Linked DNA regions of Zea mays: region 2 is linked to region 1. A link is a contact called in public Hi-C data. All regions are on one chromosome and are shown on one strand. Each heading gives the region's core, a stretch centred on a gene start, on an enhancer-like site or on the middle of the called end of the contact. The rest is flanking DNA. Distances are from core to core; before and after follow the strand shown. Region 1 holds the start of LOC606486 (glycosyltransferase). Region 2 holds the start of LOC100278436.

Region 1 (4,552 bases), core at 1,433-3,932:
GGGCAGAGCTCTTGGCAAGGTTACTGCAGCGAGCGAGCCCGCGCTCGATCTGCACCGTACTGATCGACCATTGCTGTATTTATTAGTTTCTTCGAGTGAGGTCTGAGTTCCTTTGCAAATTTGTTTCTGGATTCTGAAAATCAATGGGGCGGCTGCAGTTTTCCTGTCACATATGTCTCCGAGAAGGGCCGGTAACGGAGCAAAAACCACTTTGACAAACCCTATTTTCCAAAGAGATTCCTATTTTTTACAAGGTAAATTAGTTCATTTAGTTTTAAATAAAAATAAAAATCATTAACAAAATAAAGTTAACAAACTAGCTCTAAATAACTAAAGATCTTATTAAAATAAAACTCTTCGGAATTAATGCACAGTGAAATCACAAAAAATCCGGAGAGGATAGCTCGAAAGGAGAACTCGACCCCGTCTACAACTAGCCAGTTCTAGTTTCCGGACCAAGGATCTGGCAGACGCGTTTCCCGATGAAAGGAAAAATGATAGAAAAAAATGTCAGACGACATTCAAGCGTCAAGCGGGGGTAGAGCAGAGGATGAAAGGATAGCAAATTCTTTTCATGGAGACTATGTAAATGACAGGGAGAACATGGTACAGTTGCTACCCCGAAACAGCGTTCTTTTAAGATCCAGCAGTGCCGTGGATCCGGCAAGGCATCACAGTTCATATAAGGGCTCGCACGTGAATACCATCACTCGTAAAGGCCAAGGCAATAAGCGACCATGAAACCCTGCAGCAGTTTACAAGGTCGCATGGTAGCGCAACATGGCGACACAAGCTTCACTCCTTGCCAATCATCAGTCTTTCTCTCTCTCTCTCTCTCTCTCTCTCTCTCTCTCTCTCTCTCTCTCTCTCTCTCTCTCTCTCTCTCTCTCTCTCTCTCTCTCTCCAATCATGTTTCATCCTCTCCACTCTGGCACTCTCCATATTCTTTTGTACCGTGTATTAATACTTCTTTTGTTGATATGGGAAGGATAGTTTCTTTTGTTGATATAGAATTTCTTGCTAACAAATCTTGTAATGCAGAAACTATCATAGTTCCTAGGTGCATTAATTATTACTCTATCATATAAGTTTTTTTTTGCTGATGTGGTAAACAACTTAATAATAGGAGAGAAGAAAAACAATTTCTTAATAAAAAAACTATATATCTACATAGAAACCAACCATCTATCCTCCCGTCCCGTCGGAAAAGCTGGGAATGGCCGCCATTTCAGACCCACGGCCTGACCTGACACGGCGGGCGCCGTGTTTGGCGCGTCCTCCCGCCTCTGTCCTGGACCGGTCGAATTCATGAATTGCTTTACGCTCTCGCCACGGCCTGGGACGCCTCCACGTACTCCGGTACCATACCAGTACAGTACCCACCTTGCTAGTGATGGTGCGCTCCGGTTCGGCAGCGGGGCGTACGTACGGCGGCAGCGCTGAATGCGAAACAGATTTATTGCGGGTGCAAGGGTCGGTCGGTCGGTTCTCGTGTCTGCTCCATACGATCCGAAGCACAAACACGGCAGCTGCCACCGCATAGCTTAGCGCACATCCATGATTCCTCGCGGTAACCTATCACCGCCGCCGCACCGCACCGCATGGTCTCATGCCGTCATGCCTGCGTTTCAGCTTGTGAGCAGTAGTAAGGCTATTCACGATGGGGATTTCATGTCCCTGTTTCCAAAAATGCCACATAAGATTTATGAATGAATGAAATACCCTCTCTCAATAGAGAGTTTCATCTCACTATTTCATATGTCAACATACTTCTTAAATGCTACATATAAATAACCAATAGAATTTACTCAATTATATGAAGATGAAACAAAACACTCTCAGTGGAGGTTTCACACAGTTTCCAAGATCTTGGAAACGAGTTAACATGGTTTCATCCCCATGAAACTCCATGAAACTCTTCCTTCTTAAATGGTGTGACATGTCATCAAAATAGCTGATGTGGCAAACTAATTAATACATGAAACACCCCATGAAACCTCCATTGTGAATAGCCTAACCACCTCTGTAGCTCAAAGGCGTTTACCCGAGCTCAATACCCTTGGCTGGCTGTCAGGGCTTCATAAAGGGAATGATGGCCTTTTTCTTTAAGACGGCGCGCAGTGCACGAAAGCGTGTTTTTTTCCTGCCTAACGGCCGAAATATTATTCTCACCCTTTCTGGAGTCTGGATGCCACTGCCAGTCTGCCACCCACCCAATTCGGGTGTCCTTTTCCTTCCGGGCGCTTCGTGTCGCACCAGACCACCAGGCCGGCACTGCTCCTCGCTGCCGATTGCCAAATTCCCAGGGCGCGGAAGGGGCCATCATCCAGCCCCACGCCCCCACCAGGCCACCACAACCATCCCCCACCACCAGCCGCTTGCCCTTCCTCCCCTGCTGCTGCTGCCGCGCTCCTAATAATTGCATCGCCCCGTCGTCCCCGCCCTGTTAATCCTGCAGCGGTAGCCTATCCTGCCTGCCACCTGCCACCTCGCTGCTTATATCACCGGCTAGCTCTCCATCAACGCCACCGCCCGCTGGCTGGCTGGCTGGCTTAGCGCGTGCTGTGAGCCTGTGACCGACTGCGAGAGCACCGCACCGGAGGCCGGAGCACGCCCGCGCGCGTGAGAACCGCAGCGCAGAGCCAGGGGCGCGCAGGGGATCTTGTCCGCAGGTCGGTAGGCATGAAGCTGCCGCTGCTGCGGCCGCTGTGGCTGGGCCTGGGGTCCGCGGCGGGGCCGCCCGACGCGGCGCCGGAGCCGGCCAAGCCCTCGCTGCCGGCCGCGTGGCTGTTGCTGCACGCGCTCTTCTGCGCCACCTCCATGGCCGTCGGCTTCCGCTTCTCCCGCCTCATCGTCTACCTCCTCTTCCTGCCCACCCCGCCCATCAACCCCGCCGCGCACCTCGTCTCGCTCGTGTCACCGCCCGCCGTCGTGCTCGCGGGCGGCAACGCCACGGCCATGGCCACGATCACCACCACCACCACCACCACGACAACCGTCACCACCACCACCACCGTGGCCGCCGAGATCAGCGCGCGCCCGCAGCACCACCACCACCACGGCCCCGTCTTCGTCGGCCGCCACCCGATCCGCGTCCGAGCCTGGCCCCACCCGAACCCCAGCGAGCTTCTTGACGCCCACCGCATCCTCGCCGCCGTCCAGAACGCGCAGCGTAGCGCCAAGCGCCGCGGCGCGGGGCCCGCCAGGCCCGTCATTGCCGTCACCCCGACCACCACCTCCGCGCTCCAGGTGCCATCGCTCACGTCTCTGGCGCACACCCTCCGCCTCGTCGACGCCCAGCTCGTGTGGATCGTCGTCGAGCCGGGGCACCGCACCGACGCCGTCGCCGCGGTGCTCTCCCGCTCCAACCTCGACTTCCTCCACATCACCGGCCCTGGAGACTCCACCGCAAGCCTGCGAATGCACGCCCTCAGGTACGTACGCTGTACGCATGCTCCAACCACGAGATGGGATCTCATCTCACGCACGCACTCATCACCTCTCGCTCATTAACTAGCACGATTCCTTCCTGCTCATAAGTCATAATTCCAGATCTCCCTCACCACCTCTTCGTCTCATTAATAATGTAACAGGGAGATTCGGGCGAAGCGGATGGACGGCATCGTGGTGTTCGCCGACGAGAACAGCATCCTCCGTACGGAGCTGTTCGACGAGGCGCAGAAGGTGACCACCGTGGGCGCCGTGCCCGTCGGCATCCTCGGCGAGGACGACGGCACCAGCGAGTCCTTCCTCCAGGCGCCGTCGTGCGACGCGGAGGGGAAGCTGGTGGGCTACCACGTCTCGGAGGAGACCGTGCTGCCGGCGAACCGGAGCGACATGCTGATGGCCAGCAGGCTGGAGTGGGCCGGCTTCGTGGTGAACGCGCGGGCGCTGTGGGAGGACACCAAGGAGCGGCCGCTGTGGGTGCGCGATCTCAGCGCCATCGACGATGCAGACGCTCGCGCCGCCAGCCCTCTCGCGCTCGTCACCGACGCCGGCCGCGTCGAGCCGCTCGCCAGCTGCGCCCAGGCGGCTCTCGCGTGGTCGCTGCGTTCCGACAGTCTCCACGAGGTCAAATTCCCACACGAGTAAGTTCGACAGAGACCTCGCCTGCTACTTTGGAATTTCAAGTATACAAATTTGCCTGCACTGCAGTTAGTATTACTGCCTGATAGTTAATTACCCATGCTAGCTAGTTGCATGCTTATAGATCTACCAGATTTCGATTCGTGGTGCGACACGAGGTACACTTTGGTTGCTCAAATTATGGTTGGTTATGGTGTTCCTAATTGATTCGGTGGGGGTGGGGGTGGGGGTGGCGCGATGAAAGCAATTTGCGTAGGCCTTGATCACATCACATGCCCACCAAACATAATAGGGACTGTTTTAAGAACAATTCCACAAAGAGTACTGTTAGCACAATAGCACTGTCACAGAATACTCGTTGTGTACAGATCAGACATTGAGACTGCGAGTTGTGATCTGTCTATCTCAGTCTCCACTACCTGACGCCGCCGGTGGTTGCCGTTTTCATGAACAGAGCTTGTGTCGT
Region 2 (4,552 bases), core at 1,402-3,901, 260 kb after region 1:
CGTTCTTTCAAAAGGTCTGCGCCTCGCCTTCGTCTCTCGGCTCTCAACGGTAGCTGCTGCTGAACTGGTGCAATTGATGGGGCTGCTTGATGGTGTGGTTGAAAGGGAATTAGGCTTACACCTAGTTCCTAAATAGTTTTGGTGGTTGAATCGCCCAACACAAACAATTGGACTAACTAGTTTGCTCTAGATTATATGTTTTACAGGTGCCAAAAGTTCATCTATAACTATGCTAAATCGACTGTCCGGAATACCGTAGATTATTCCGGACAGGAGAAGCTTTTTGGAAAAACAGGCCAAGCGCGGACCGTCCGGGCCCTTGCGGCGGACCGTCCGCAACACTAGAATGACTCTCGGACAGAACCAATGCAAAAATACAAGTTTCCATTACGGACTGTCCGAAGGAAAAGCAAAGACCGTCCGAGCCCTCGCGCGGACCGTCCGGCCTTAGGCGCGGACCGTCCGGTCGGTAAGAAACCGAAAAACCCGAAGGTAACGGGTTCGGAGAAATGAATTATAGGGGGCCTCGCGGACCGTCCGGGGTGCACGACCGGACCGTCCGCGACTGGCTCTGTCTGACATCTGACGACGCATTAAATGCAATATAGCCGTTGATATAGCCGTTACTGCTGACCGTTGCATTTTCAGCCGTTGATCTACAGGGGCGGACCGTCCGCACCAGGAGGGCGGACCGTCCGCGCTCGGCAGAATGGCCCAACGGCTAGGAAGTGGTTGGTGGCTATAAATACAACCCCAACCACCTCCATTCACTTCATCCAAGCATTCCAACCTTCAACATTCAATACAAGAGCTAGCAATCCATTCCAAGACACATTCAAAGCCTCCATCTCTCCAAGTTTCACAATTGAGAAAAGAGATCATTAGTGATTAGTAACTTGAGAGAGAAAGTGATCCGTGTGTTATTTGTCGCTCTTGTCGCTTGGCTTTTTCAATCGTGTTTTCTTGATTCTTTCATTGCAATCAAACTCACTTGTAATTGAGGCAAGAGACACCAAACTTGTGGTGGTCCTTGTGGGAACTTTGTGTTCCAAGTGATTGAGAAGAGAAAGCTCACTCGATCCGTGGATCGTTTGAGAGAGGGAAGGGTTGAAAGAGACCCGGCCTTTGTGGCCTCCTCAACGGGGAGTAGGTTTGAGAGAACCGAACCTCGGTAAAACAAATCTCCGTGTCTCACTTGCTTATTTGCTTGGGATTTGTTTTTCACCCTCTCTTGCGGACTCGTTTCTATATTACTAACGCTAACCCGGCTTGTAGTTGTGTTTATATTTGTGAATTTCAGTTTCGCCCTATTCACCCCCCCCTCTAGGCGACTTTCAGTGGTGTTAACAAATACCCCAGATGTACGTGTGTGTCCCTGGGAAGACAGATTGCATAAGCTTAGCTCCTCATCTGTCTATCGTGCAGTTGTCTCCAATGGAGAAGGCTGTGAGTACTATAAATTCATTTGGGAGAATTGTGCCCCTCCTAAGGTCAAATTCTTCGGCTGGCTGTTGGTGCAAAACAGGATTCAGACCAAGGAGAACCTCCTCAGAAAACATTGCGTTGATGACAGTGTATGCGAGGTCTGTTCGTTGGCTGTGGAAAGTTCATCGCATCTGATCGCTGGTTGTCCTTTCGCAGCTGGTTTCTGGGCAAGGTTGGGGATGAACATTTCTGAGGAGGATGCGCAACAACTTTGGCATGTTCAGCCCCCTGTTCACATGCCCACCGCACACTTCAATACCTTCCTCCTCCTATGTTGTTGGCGTCTCTGGAAACACCGTCATGATGTCGCCTTCCGCTCGCTTTCCCCGTGTTATACGCGTCTCATGGCTGGCTGCCGTGAGGACGCGGAGTTGTGGTCTTGTAGATTACCTCACTCGGATCGTCATGTGTCCCTTGCCTGGGTGATGGTATTCTCCTCTTCTCCTCCTCTGTAACAATCTTATCCGACATGTAACTTGACCATGTATAGGCCCTTACTAATGGCAATGAAAAGGTGGGGTACCTCTCCCCCCGAATTTCTCAAAAAAAAAACCATGCACCGCCCGATCCGCCGGTTATTGCCCATGGTCCATGGTCCATGGAATGGAATGGTGCCGATGGAAAGCGACGCGGTGCTTGCCGTTGCCGGTCGATGCATCCGCGTCTTGTTTATAAATCCGATGCATTGCAGTTGCAGCGCCTGGCGATCCATGTGAAATAATTACGCTTATCTATCCATATATAATACATGTATAAATCCCCGCAATCGGTTTGCCGGAACGGTCCGCGGTGTAAAACCATCACCTTGCATGCCTTCATCCGTTTCTGAAAGAGACGGTGTCTCCCCGTCTGCACGGCTGTTCTCTTGCGGTTGCAGGGATTTTGCTTGCTCCTTCCAGAAAAATAGAAACAGCACTGTGTGGCCTGCTGATTGACGGGGACATCCATGCGAGATTGTTGGTTGGTTGCTTCGGCCCGCTGTTCTCTCGCTCCCAGTTACAAGCTATGACTGGAACAAAGACGTGCTTACAACAATCGTCAGCTGCTACCAGTCCTCTGCTCTGGAAATATCCAAATCCAACAGGAGGAACGATCAATTAGTGGCGGCGCACTTATATACGGTAACATCTCTCGCCATATATTGTCGGCCAGCATATAGCCATGGCAAAGCACAGAGGGATAGAACGATAGACATTAGACAGACAGACAGACGGATAGGTCCAGTGCAAGCAAGCGAGCCGCGAGCGCACATCGTCGTACGTCATCCAGGGAGGCTCACCGATGCGATGCCGGTCCACGTGGCGCTCCTCGCCGCGCCGGCGGTGGCGGCCGGGTTCCTGCGCGCGTTCCAGTTCGCGTTCCTGCTGTGGCCCTTCAACCTGGCGCTGCCGCTGGCGCGCCACCTGCCGCGGGCGTGCGTCGCGCTCCGCGGCCTCGCGTCCTTCTACGACGCCGAGCTGCGGCGCTACGCGGCCGCCGGCGCCGGGCCCGTCCCGCCGCGGAGCCACCGGTACGCCTCGCTCCGCGCCGTGCAGGGGACGCGCGAGGATGCCGCCGTCGCGCGTGCTATGGCCTTGCTCGTCGACATCTCCTACTGACGCGGCTTGCTTCCATTCCCACTCCGCGCGCACTACGTACCGGGCGATCAGATCAGTCGCGTGCGTTCTCGCTACATCCGACCTGAGTATATTCCTCCGAATTTTAGCCTTAGGAGTGTGAGAGTGAAATTCACTGGGGGTCATCAGACTTGTCCTGCGTTCTCATGTACTCCTAAAACCAGATTTAAAGTAAGCCAGGCTTTAAAGTAAGCCACTGCTGTCTCTTACTGCTATTTGTTTGTTTGGCTGTTGATGAGTACGGCCGGGGTGCCCGGGTAGCTGAAACCGCTCTCGATTACGCCAAAGCCGAACCAAACATGATGGAACGTGATATGCTAGCTCTCGCTGATAACTGTTTACGACACACACACAAAAAATCAGCCGATCGACCTGAAAGTGATACTTGATCCGGATTTGTGGTACAGAGGTCTATAGATGGCCAATAAGCATGAGGCCCGTGAGCCCGGCACGAAGCCCACTTTTTAGGTCCGGTCTGAGCCCGACACGGTACGAATAAGCGGGCGAGCTTAGATAGGAAACTAGGCACGGCGGGCTAGCCCGACACGGCCCGTTTACCTCTAAGCCCGTTAAGCCTGTTTTTTACACTAAAACGTGCTTACCGGCCCGTTTAGCCCGCTTTTCGACCCGTTTTTTCGTGCTAAACGGGTCGGGTCGGGTCGGCCCGGTTAGACCCGCTGCGGGCCGGGTTTGGACAGAAAATAAGCGCGCGGGCTCAACAGACCCGGCCCGATTTTTGGTCGGGCTTCACCGGACCCGGAACGGGCCGGCCGGCCCGTTTGGCCATCTCTATTGAGGTCACAACCTACTATACTTGAGATCCAGGTTTGCATGTACGCAGATTTCCGCCGATCGCTCGCCGTCCGTCCGCCCGGCCGGCTTGACGTGCGCTGCTCTTGCGTGCTAGCTAGCTTTTCCCTTTTCCGGGCTTTTGGCATTTCACCGAGGCATGGTTAGAAAAGGCGAGCCTGACAGTAACATGGCTAGGGATAGAAATGCACATACGCTTGCATGCATGAGTCCCCATGTTTTAGGCCACTTCCTAGTCCCTCCTCCTCCAAACTTCACCGAAACTCTAATGAGACCTAGTCTGGTTTCTTTAGTCACATAACTAAACTTTAGAGACTAAATTTTAGTCCATGTATGATTACATTGATTAAACCTGACTAAAGAACATTAATTAGTGTGAATAATGAATGTATTACCCCTATTAATTAGTGGTTGTTAGCTACACGAAGAAAGAGGAGAAGAGCATTAATTTAGTCCCTTTTAGTCACCCCTTAGTGACTAAACAATTAAAGTTTAGTTACTCTAATTTAGTCAACATGTTTGCTTTTTTAGAGACTAAAAGTGACTAAAGTTTAGTCACCCTCAAACCAAACGGGGCTTAAGTCTGCCGCATCTTGCCCTCCTTATTATAACTATCATTTAACGAGGCCTGAGTCTGCCGT

What was found. Hi-C and Micro-C count contacts between places; a contact is called where the count stands out from the background.
Region 2: a contact with region 1 is called in a Hi-C map of ear, with 2.6 times the contacts expected there. The contact joins the promoter of LOC100278436 here to the promoter of LOC606486 in region 1. A contact is called at or near these places in 3 of 25 Hi-C or Micro-C datasets (bundle sheath, ear and tassel).

What each region holds. Positions count from the first base shown.
Region 1 is chr2:5,452,216-5,456,767 of Zm-B73-REFERENCE-NAM-5.0, forward strand. LOC606486 (glycosyltransferase) reads left to right here and starts at 2,683. Exons shown (of 2, transcript NM_001112340.1): 1 at 2,683-3,434; 2 at 3,594-4,092. The coding sequence starts at 2,683. The coding sequence ends at 4,092.
Region 2 is chr2:5,708,266-5,712,817 of Zm-B73-REFERENCE-NAM-5.0, forward strand. LOC100278436 reads left to right here and starts at 2,652. Exons shown (of 1, transcript NM_001151715.2): 1 at 2,652-3,289. The coding sequence starts at 2,767. The coding sequence ends at 3,204.